Linked DNA regions of Mus musculus: regions 1 and 3 are each linked to region 2. Evidence: chromatin contacts called from public Hi-C and HiChIP or PLAC-seq data. All regions are on one chromosome and are shown on one strand. The core of a region is the stretch at or near the end of the contact, and the rest is flanking DNA. Distances in the headings are between cores, read along the strand shown.

Evidence for each region. A called contact is a pair of places that touch in the nucleus more often than the background predicts. HiChIP or PLAC-seq counts read pairs in DNA pulled down with a chosen protein or histone mark.
Region 1: an H3K4me3 HiChIP or PLAC-seq map of bone marrow-derived macrophages shows a contact between it and region 2, with 5 times the contacts expected there. The contact joins the enhancer-like site here to the promoter of Cd200r4 in region 2. A contact is called at or near these places in 4 of 39 promoter capture datasets (embryonic stem cells, hematopoietic stem and progenitor cells and hippocampal neurons), 2 of 484 Hi-C or Micro-C datasets (bone marrow-derived macrophages and nephron progenitors), 4 of 115 datasets of contacts at active chromatin or transcription factors (CD8 T cells, bone marrow-derived macrophages, embryonic stem cells and 1 more) and 4 of 9 other capture datasets (adipose tissue, liver, macrophages and 1 more).
Region 3: a contact with region 2 is called in a Hi-C map of bone marrow-derived macrophages, with 24 read pairs. The contact joins the enhancer-like site here to the promoter of Cd200r4 in region 2. A contact is called at or near these places in 6 of 39 promoter capture datasets (the HPC-7 cell line, cranial neural crest, embryonic stem cells and 3 more), 1 of 484 Hi-C or Micro-C datasets (bone marrow-derived macrophages), 3 of 115 datasets of contacts at active chromatin or transcription factors (CD8 T cells, bone marrow-derived macrophages and regulatory T cells) and 4 of 9 other capture datasets (adipose tissue, liver, macrophages and 1 more).

The regions. Positions count from the first base shown.
Region 1 is chr16:45,004,008-45,006,968 of GRCm38.p6, forward strand. It overlaps a transcript of Cd200r3 not described here. Among named protein-coding and RNA genes, the nearest start is that of Cd200r3, 62 kb to the left of the region's middle. Within about 2 kb of position 1,469, at least 24 of the 459 cell types and tissues checked have an H3K27ac peak or open chromatin away from gene starts, as enhancers often do. A contact at or near this core is called in adipose tissue, bone marrow-derived macrophages and macrophages, where this site is marked.
Region 2 is chr16:44,819,434-44,822,419 of GRCm38.p6, forward strand. It overlaps Cd200r4 (CD200 receptor 4), which reads left to right and starts at 1,295. Exons shown (of 6, transcript NM_207244.2): 1 at 1,295-1,526. The coding sequence starts at 1,463.
Region 3 is chr16:45,069,602-45,072,434 of GRCm38.p6, forward strand. No RefSeq gene overlaps it. Among named protein-coding and RNA genes, the nearest start is that of Ccdc80, 23 kb to the right of the region's middle. Within about 2 kb of position 1,285, at least 72 of the 459 cell types and tissues checked have an H3K27ac peak or open chromatin away from gene starts, as enhancers often do. A contact at or near this core is called in adipose tissue and bone marrow-derived macrophages, where this site is marked.

The sequences.
Region 1 (2,961 bases), core at 219-2,718, 180 kb after region 2:
TACCAACTCCTAGAATTGTTTCCAAACAATTACGGCTGTAGATAGTTTTTCAGCCAATGGGATGTGTGTCCTTTAGCTCTATGTGGACGTCAACGATGAATCGGTCCCTTTCTTTCCAGGAACTGAGAACTTTCGATGTTGGTGTCCTCTGTCGCTAGCATTCCAGCTTGGGCTTTAGGTGCCAGTCTCCAAGAACCATCAGTTTGTGTTACATTTCAGGGTTCAGAGTGTCATGACTCCCAGATCTCGGTCTTATAGTTCCTTGGATTCCAGACCTAGTAATTTGGTGCCTTTCTGGTATTCTCTTAGGCCTTGCAGAGTTTCTATCATGTCAGGTCTTAGCAGCTTTCCCCTCTCCTCTCACATTTCCCCTCCTCAGCCTTAATAAGAGGTCTGCACAATCTCTGCTGCTCTTTAGGCATCTTCTAGTGATTGCTGGTTGTACTTGGATGACTTAACCCAGTTCAATCTGCTCTTCCAGTTCAATCTACTGTAGTAACAATAGAGAACACTGTCTACAAGTGAATTATTCTGATGGGACCTTATTGAGACATAATGCTGCAGCACAGGAGGGTAGGGTGCAGGAGGGAGGTCTACAGGAGTGAACATAAGGAAGTGAGAAGAGGGCTGGCTGTAGACAGTCACACATACGTATAGCCTCTCTCTTGCTGGCCACCCACTTTCTACTTAGTCATGCTGGGCACAGATGTGCTAGGCTCACTGCCCCAGGCATCAAGGTAGAGGAGGAATTCCTTTCTCACCGTATTGAAAACATCCGTAGACATTCTAAAGAATCAGTAGAAAATATACAGACTATCTTGAGAGTGCTCAACATTTGAGAAAGTGTTGTCTAATTTTATTAAGTAAACATCAAAACTACACGTCATATACACAGGGATACTATCCTAGTTTTAGGAGTAATGGGGATGTCTGATGTGTACCTTAGAGGCAGTATGTGATCCTGATCTGGATAAGCTGCTCATGGTTTTGTGATCTTAAAGAAAAGCAATCCTAAGTAATGAAATCCCCAGGTGGTGCCTTGGAAGCTTTCTGGGGTATGAAAGAAAGCCAAAGAAGACCAATTGAGATTAAGAAAGACTTAAAAAGCTTACTCTAGAGGGGGTACATTGCTTTAGAAATAACTACTACATTGATAGCTTCCCACCTGGTATAATACTCGAATGGAATTCCCATGGAAAGGGGGATTCGTATGAAAGGGTATTCTTCGCTGCAGAATCTGTGACCTAGAGATCAAATGCAGCTGACCAACGGCATCAGAAAGAACCTGAAGAATTTTGGTTCTGGCAGCAGTACGAGAAGCAGTCTAGAAGGCATCTTCCTCCATTCTGGCAAGCAAGTTTGCATCGGAATCTGTAAACTGGCCTTGCCCTGTGGGCACCTCCACCCTTATTCCACTCCCTGAAACATGTGGCCTTGGCTTCAGCTGCAAGTGGGGCCCTGAATCAGGTCAGGCACCAAGCAATAGGGCTCTCACTTCCTCAATGTATTTCCCTCCCCTCCTCCTCACTTTCTCCCCTCTCTCCTTTCCTGTTAAGGATCATCAGACAAGCTCTCAGCCTTGATCACATGTTTTGCCCGTGTCAGTAGCACAGTAGCAGCACTCTGTTTATCTGAAGTCTAGCTTCAAGCTTTACTCTTCTGCAACACAGCACTGAAATCTTTTCTCGAGTTTCTTGCCAAAATGAGGACCTCGAATCTAAGAACTTTTGAAAAATTAATTAATTTTTTGCTTATTCATTTTATATCCTGCTCACTGCCCTCCTCTGAGTCAACCCCTTCCACAATCCTTCCCTCAACCCCGCTTTCTCCTCTGAGCAGGTATCCCCTAACCCGGGAACTTCAAGTCTCTACGAAGCTAGGTGCTTCATCTCCCACTGAAGCCAGACAAGGAAGCCCAGCTAATAGAATATATCCCACATACAGGCAACAGCTTTTGGGATAGTCCCTGTACTGGCTAGCTTTGTGTCAACTTGACACAGCTGGAGTTATCACAGAAAAAGGAGCTTCAGTTGAGAAAATGCCTCCATGAGATCCAACTGTAAGGCATTTTCTCAATTAGTGATCAAGGGGGAAAGGCCCCTTGTGGGTGGGACCATCCCTGGGCGGATAGTCTTGGGTTCTATAAGAGAGCAGGCTGAGCAAGCCAGTAAAGAACATCCCTCCATGGCTTCTGCATCAGCTCCTGCTTTCTGACCTGCTTGAGTTCCAGTCCTGACTTCCTTTGGTGATGAACAGCAGTATGGAAGTGTAAGCTGAATAAACCCTTTCCTCCCCAACTTGCTTCTTGGTCATGATGTTTGTGCAGGAATAGAAACCCTGACTAAGACAGTCTCCATTCCAGTTGTTCAGAACTCACATGAAGACCAGGCTGCACATCTGCTATATATGTATGGGGAGGCCTAGGTTCAGCCCATGGATGTTCTTTAGTCGGTAGTTAAGTCTCTGAGAGTCCCAAGGGTCCAGGGTAGCTGACTCTGTTGGTTTTCCTGTGGTGTTCCTATCCCCTTAGGGGCTGCACTCCTTCCTGTTCTTCCATAAGAGTTCCCAAGCTCCACCCACTGTTTGATTAGGAACTTTTTAGATGAACAGTTCTTCCTTTATGTTCATCCCTTGGCTTTCAGAGGCCATAGCACTGAGCCTGCTTTGGACAGAATGTGTTCATGAAATGGCAGCAAAGGTTCAGAAAAGTGCACAGGTATAACAACTGGAGAAAAAGAATGGAGCCTGAGGTAGGGATGGGATTAGAGGCATTTTTAAATCCCTCCTTCTTGACACAAGTCGTCTCGTAACTGTTTTTTTATGAACCTAGAGTCTTATTTTAGTAAATTATTCATGAAATCCACATCGGCATAAAAAGACAAAGTGCAGTGGTTTCTTTTAGTTAGAAACTGGTGCTCTTGGGGAACTTGCCAGTATTTCTGGGATGGGAACAGTGAGAAC
Region 2 (2,986 bases), core at 45-2,544:
AAAATGAAATAGAAAGTAATTAAAAGAAGTTGAGATGTATGCAACTGATATATAAGACAGAAGGAACACATGAAAAAGCAGCAACAATTCGTTTTTCCTGTCTTAAATCATGCTGTTGATTAAACTTTGTAGCTAAAGTCAGAGGTCAATAGAATGGGGGGGGGCACTAAATGTGTTCCAATTATGTTTTGTGTATAAATGAGTAACTTTAGATCAAAATACAACTTGGTTGCAAATGAAAGAATGGAAATATATATTTATGTAAATAGTAACCTTCCCCAAAGAACTAATTAACTATGGCCTCTATCAGACAGAGTAATGTTTAGGCAAAAAATAAAAATTATGAGGAGACAAAAAAGGATGTTTCATACTGATAAAAGGTGAATATCTCACCTATATGTTGTGATCTTGTAAATATATATATATATATATATATATATATATATATATATATATACACACATATATATTATATGTACATATACACACAAACAGCAATAACAACAACAACAACAGAACAGAACTCCAATGCATGAAGTGACAGTGGGTAGTATTAAAAGGAAGTAATATTAGGTGGATGTTTTGAATCTTTACTTTTTAGTAATGGCTAAAACTACTGGATAAACCATCACCAGGCAAATAGAAGCTTATAGAACACTATAAAACGATTAGCACCAACAGACAGAAACATAATTCCTCCCTAAAAAGCAGAATTCAATTCTCTATTGCACATGTAACAGTTCTCAAAATATCCCATATAGTCATCATAATGATAGTGACAACAGTGATGAACAGATGTCAGCTACCAGTCTCTGTTGATGTTTGACAACAAATAGAGCGATTGAAATTAACAGAGAAACTGATAAGTTACCATATATTCTTTTGTAAGTCCAAAGTAGCATACAGCGATGAACTCCGTAAAGCATTTCATTTATGTGCAGCTCACTAAACAACAAAATGAGCAAATGTTGATAGATGTCAGAGCCATGTTTGCTTCTTGAGAAGCAATACCAAGGAAAGGCATGGCGAGAGCTTTGAGAAACAAAATGGCAGGACCCTGGTTTGGAAATTTGGGAAATGCTTGTCCAAGTTCATTTGTACAGATTCATCAGCTGTATACATAAGGTTTGCTCATTTTCCAGTATACGATTTACCCTTTAAAAATTACTGCCTTAAAATGGAATTGCCATAAACTGTGTCTTAATCTTTTAATACTGTGAGAGAATGAAGGAGTTATGCTTTGGCTTCTTTCTTTATCATTCAGCAAACATCACTGTCTTTTTTTCCTGTGAAGGCTTAGTCATCCAACTGGAGGCAGACTGGAGATGAAGATAAAGATAGAGAAATGAGGAAGAAAGTCACTCCTAAATCGGTGAACTGAGCATAAACAAAGTTGACCAAGCTGGAATCACTGAGTCCACCCAGGGGGCTACGAATTGTGTTTCACTAGGTTCCACTCCAGATGCATGCTCTGGGGAGGATTCCGACTTTGACTTTGCTGATCTTCATCAATATTTTTGTGTCTGGTAAGTCTGACATTCTGAGAACTTTAGGAAATGAAATTGTTAACTTTGGTTAACTTTGGACTATGATAATCCTCCTGTCTCAGCCTCTCCTGATTCCTTGAATTATAGGCATTCACCTTTGTTTCAGGCTAGTAGGACCAATTTAACACTCTACCATTTACTTTTAAGTTGATTGTTAACAAGTTTTCTACAAATATTCCACTGAGGAGACTATTAGTTATTATCATGAATTTGAAGATTAGAGACTGCCTGAAAAATCCTGTACTAGATTTCTGGCTTGCTTCATCTTTACAGTTGACTTGAATTAGAGAGAGAGAGAGAGAGAGAGAGAGAGAGAGAGAGAGAGAGAGAGAGAGAGAGAGAGAGAGAGGGAGAGAGAGGGAGAGAGGGAGAGAGAGAGAGAAAGAGGGAGGGAGGGGGAGGGAGAGAGGGAGAGAGAGAGAGAGAGAGAGAGAGAGAGAGAGGGAGAGAGAGAATATCATCTGATCTATGGTAAAGTGGAGGCACTGAGCTTAGCTGGGAGGGAGCAGTCCTGTGCTGAAAGGGAAAGGGGGATACCATGGTCTGCATGTAGGCCAGTTTGTGCATTGCTGCCAGAGGCCAGAGAGTATGGAGTCTTTCTTAAAGCATTAGAAGTAATGCTTGTGGGAGGAGGGGGAAGCAGAATCTGAAATAACCCTTATAAGAACGGCTAAAGTGCTAGAGCTCTCTGCCTTAGCTCTGTCTCACCAGAACCATAGTTCCTAAGCAGACTGATCAATGTAAAAGCAAACTGACATTTCTTCAAGTACAAAAATACCAGCTATGTTCTTCTTCAAGATGTATAAATTTAGTTTGTCTGAGTTCAAGTTTATCATTAACAACCCATTTTCAACAATTAAGAAAAGCCTGAAAGACCTTTGCATGAAAGTAATTTAACCTCCACTTTCTGTTTTGTTTTAGAAACTATATATGTATTTACTGTGTGTATGTATTTCTGCATGTGTATTTGTATGTGTGTGTGTGAGTGTGTGTGTGAGTGTGTCTATGTGAATGCACCCCTGACACAGCATTTGTGCGTGGGTCAGAAGGCAATTATAGGAGTTGTTATCTTTTTCTATGTGGCCCACAGGGTTCAAAATCAGGTTCTCAGACTTTTCTACATGTGCCTTGGCTGTATTTCCTGCTGAGCCATCTTAATGGCCCCCTAACCTTCTTAAATGTAGATATTTGTTTTGTGATCCAGTACATAATGAACTTTGATAAATGTACCTAGGACACTTGAAAAAAATACCTATCTATTATGTACATTGGAACTGATTTTATAAATGTCTGTTTGGTCATTATAATTAATACCATTATTACTATATTCTGTTTATACTGATTTTTAGTGTTCTGATTGCTCTATTCATTTTTGAGGAAGCCGAGTTTAAATTCCCATCAATGATCATGAAACAGTCAACATGTCTCTTTAATTTAGT
Region 3 (2,833 bases), core at 35-2,534, 250 kb after region 2:
GGATTGGAAATTTGGAAGAGGTCAAGAGTGGCTCAGTTCAAAGTGTGCTCAAGGGAGACTCTAAAGCAGCAGACACCTTTGACCTGGGTCTGGATAATCAGGGCCCCAGTGGAATTGAAATCTGCAAAGAGAAAAGGTGATGGGAACATTAAAGGAGCACACGGAGCCATTGTCCACCTCACAGCACTCTGGCATGCATAGAGTGAAACCACGGATATCAGAGGACAAACAGCAATGGCAGGTAGTGTACCTAGGCTATGCTGCACGAGGCTCTGATAGCAGCAGCTGGCTCTCAAAGTTTAGGGACAAACTCCAGAGGAGCTTGAGTGCTGGGTTACAGAGTGTGAGCTGTTTCCAGTAGCTGAGAGCTATAATGGAGACTGAGCACAATAGCCCAACTGACATGGTGGGTTAGGAAGAGAACCCTACACCTGGGTGCTGGAGGGGCTGCTATGGCTCCCATGGTAACCCTGATGAAGAGTTTTCAGACAGGGCTGTACCTTGGTCCTCCTGTGAGCCAGGGTCAGAACCTCCCACCGTTGCAGTGGTCTAGGAAACATGGAGAACTTTTGAATTCAAGAGCACTGAGGCATGGAACAAACAAACTCCCTCTTCCAAATACTACGGAACTCATAAGATGGACGCAAATAACTCAATTCCTTGGTGAAAATCAGTGAGTCTTCACAGCCTCAGCACAGTTTGCTTTATCTGTAGTTTCAGATCAGAAAAATAGAGAAGAGAGAAAAAACAGTTTGTCTAAACACTAATCTGCTATGACTCAAAACCCCAATGAGTGCAAGCCAGACTCTACTTTCCACCCACTCAGGGCTGGGCCTTTCACATTTGGTAACAGCTGACCAGAGCATCTTCATGTAATATTGGCACTCTCGAAACTCCCAAGGGCTGGACTGAAAAAGCTGATCCAGACCCTGTCCTCATCCAGAACCAGAAAAGCTGTGGGGAGATGAGTGGCAGCTGGTGAGCCAATGGGCGAGTAGCTGATGGAGTGGAAGCTTCAGCTATGACTCACGGAGATGCAGAACAAGGCCAAGTTGCCCTGCCCAGCTGTTCTAGAGCTTCAAAACTAAATAGAGGAAAACCAGATGTTCACTTTTTTCAAAAATGAAATACCGACTACAAATGCAAAATGTAATTTTACTACCCAAATGCATACCACAGAGTACTTGCAGAATCAGAACAGACTTTTGCTAGCCTTCACGGGGTGTCTAGGGGACAAATATAGAGAAAGGACTGCATATTTCTCATCTCCTTTAGACTTCGTGCTACACTCCAGGGAGTATGAGACACTGTCTCGGTATGCCCACAGGGCAGCAATTAGCTTGTGTTTCATCTATTTAGAGTTGGGAGCAAACATAGGAACAACCTGCCTATTCCCAAGGCAAAGGATACTGGTTAAACAAGAGCAAGATAGGTAGTTAAGGACTTCGCCCTATGACCTCAAAGAAAGGTTATCCCATCAAAAAAATCAAAACCAAAACCAAATGAAAAACTCATCTGGCACGAATTTGCCAACATAGAGAAAAGCACCAGGAAACCAATCAGATACATAAGCTTTAGAAACATACCAAGCATGGGGTTTAAAATTGTTTCCATTAAAGTAAGCAGCTGGCTTTTGGGGCTCCCTTTCAGGTATGAATGTTATAATGGAGGCTGCCAGAGGCTAAGCCCTCTCTCCCAATGATGAATAAGTGACTAAGGAGCATGTACCTCCAGGCCAAGATCTGAGTTCATGAATTCTATAAATGATAAAGAAGATGCTAGAAAGGTCCAGGGGTGCAACGGACCACCCCAGCCAGGTATGGGGGTTCCTGGGATGTGGGTTCTTGAGGTCAGGTGGGTAAGGATTGGGTGGTGACAAACAGAAACAAACACAGAGGCAGAATACATACCACGAATGCATACCACACCCCATACTAGCCTTCACAGAGTGTCTGGGGTACAAATATAGAGAAAAGGCTGCATATTTCTCATCTCCTTTAGACTTCGTGCTACATTCCAGGGATTATGAGACACTGTCTTGGTATGCCCAGAGGGCAGCAATTAGCTTGTGTTTCATCTGTTTAGAGTCAGGAGCAAACATAGGAACAACCTGCCTCTTCCCAAGGCAAAGGAACCTGAGTGTGTTTTGCAGCTCTCAAGCAAGGGTTTTATACATAAGAGAAACAGGTGCTACAGCTCTGAAGAGCTGTGTTCAGTGAAGCAGCGAAATAGAACAGAAATAACAATAATCATTTGGTACATCAAAATACAAAATCATCCAAGTCTTACAACTTCAAAAAAAAGGTGTTTTCAGTAAAACATCTAGGTAGAATGAATATTGTTATGATCATTTGGTACATCAAAATACAAAAATTATCTAAGGCTAGTGGCAAATTCCCAAGAACAAGCTAATGAATGTGTGTGATCAGTTACTGTTTGACATCAGCTCCTGTTTCTCTGTAAATCTTCAAAACATAAACTTATACTGTTTTAATTCTTTTTATTTAAGGTTTTCTTAAACAATATACCAAAACCTACTTCCGATGACACACGTGCAGCCATATAAAATATTATTGTTGGGAAAGTTTTTATCAATACTATCTGATACATGATTTATATTGTTTTCCCAGAGATGGGGTCATGTTTCGTGACTCCATTTCAAGGGATGGTTTTGTAGCCACGATACTCACTTAAGATCTTAGCCTAGGCTATCAGGAACATCTTGTATATAGGAAAAGGAATAGAAAACATAAAACAGATAAGTAGCCAAGAGAACTACAGCTCAATAGGTTTTTTTTTTTTCCCAGTGAAGAGTTCCACAACCCACTCCAGG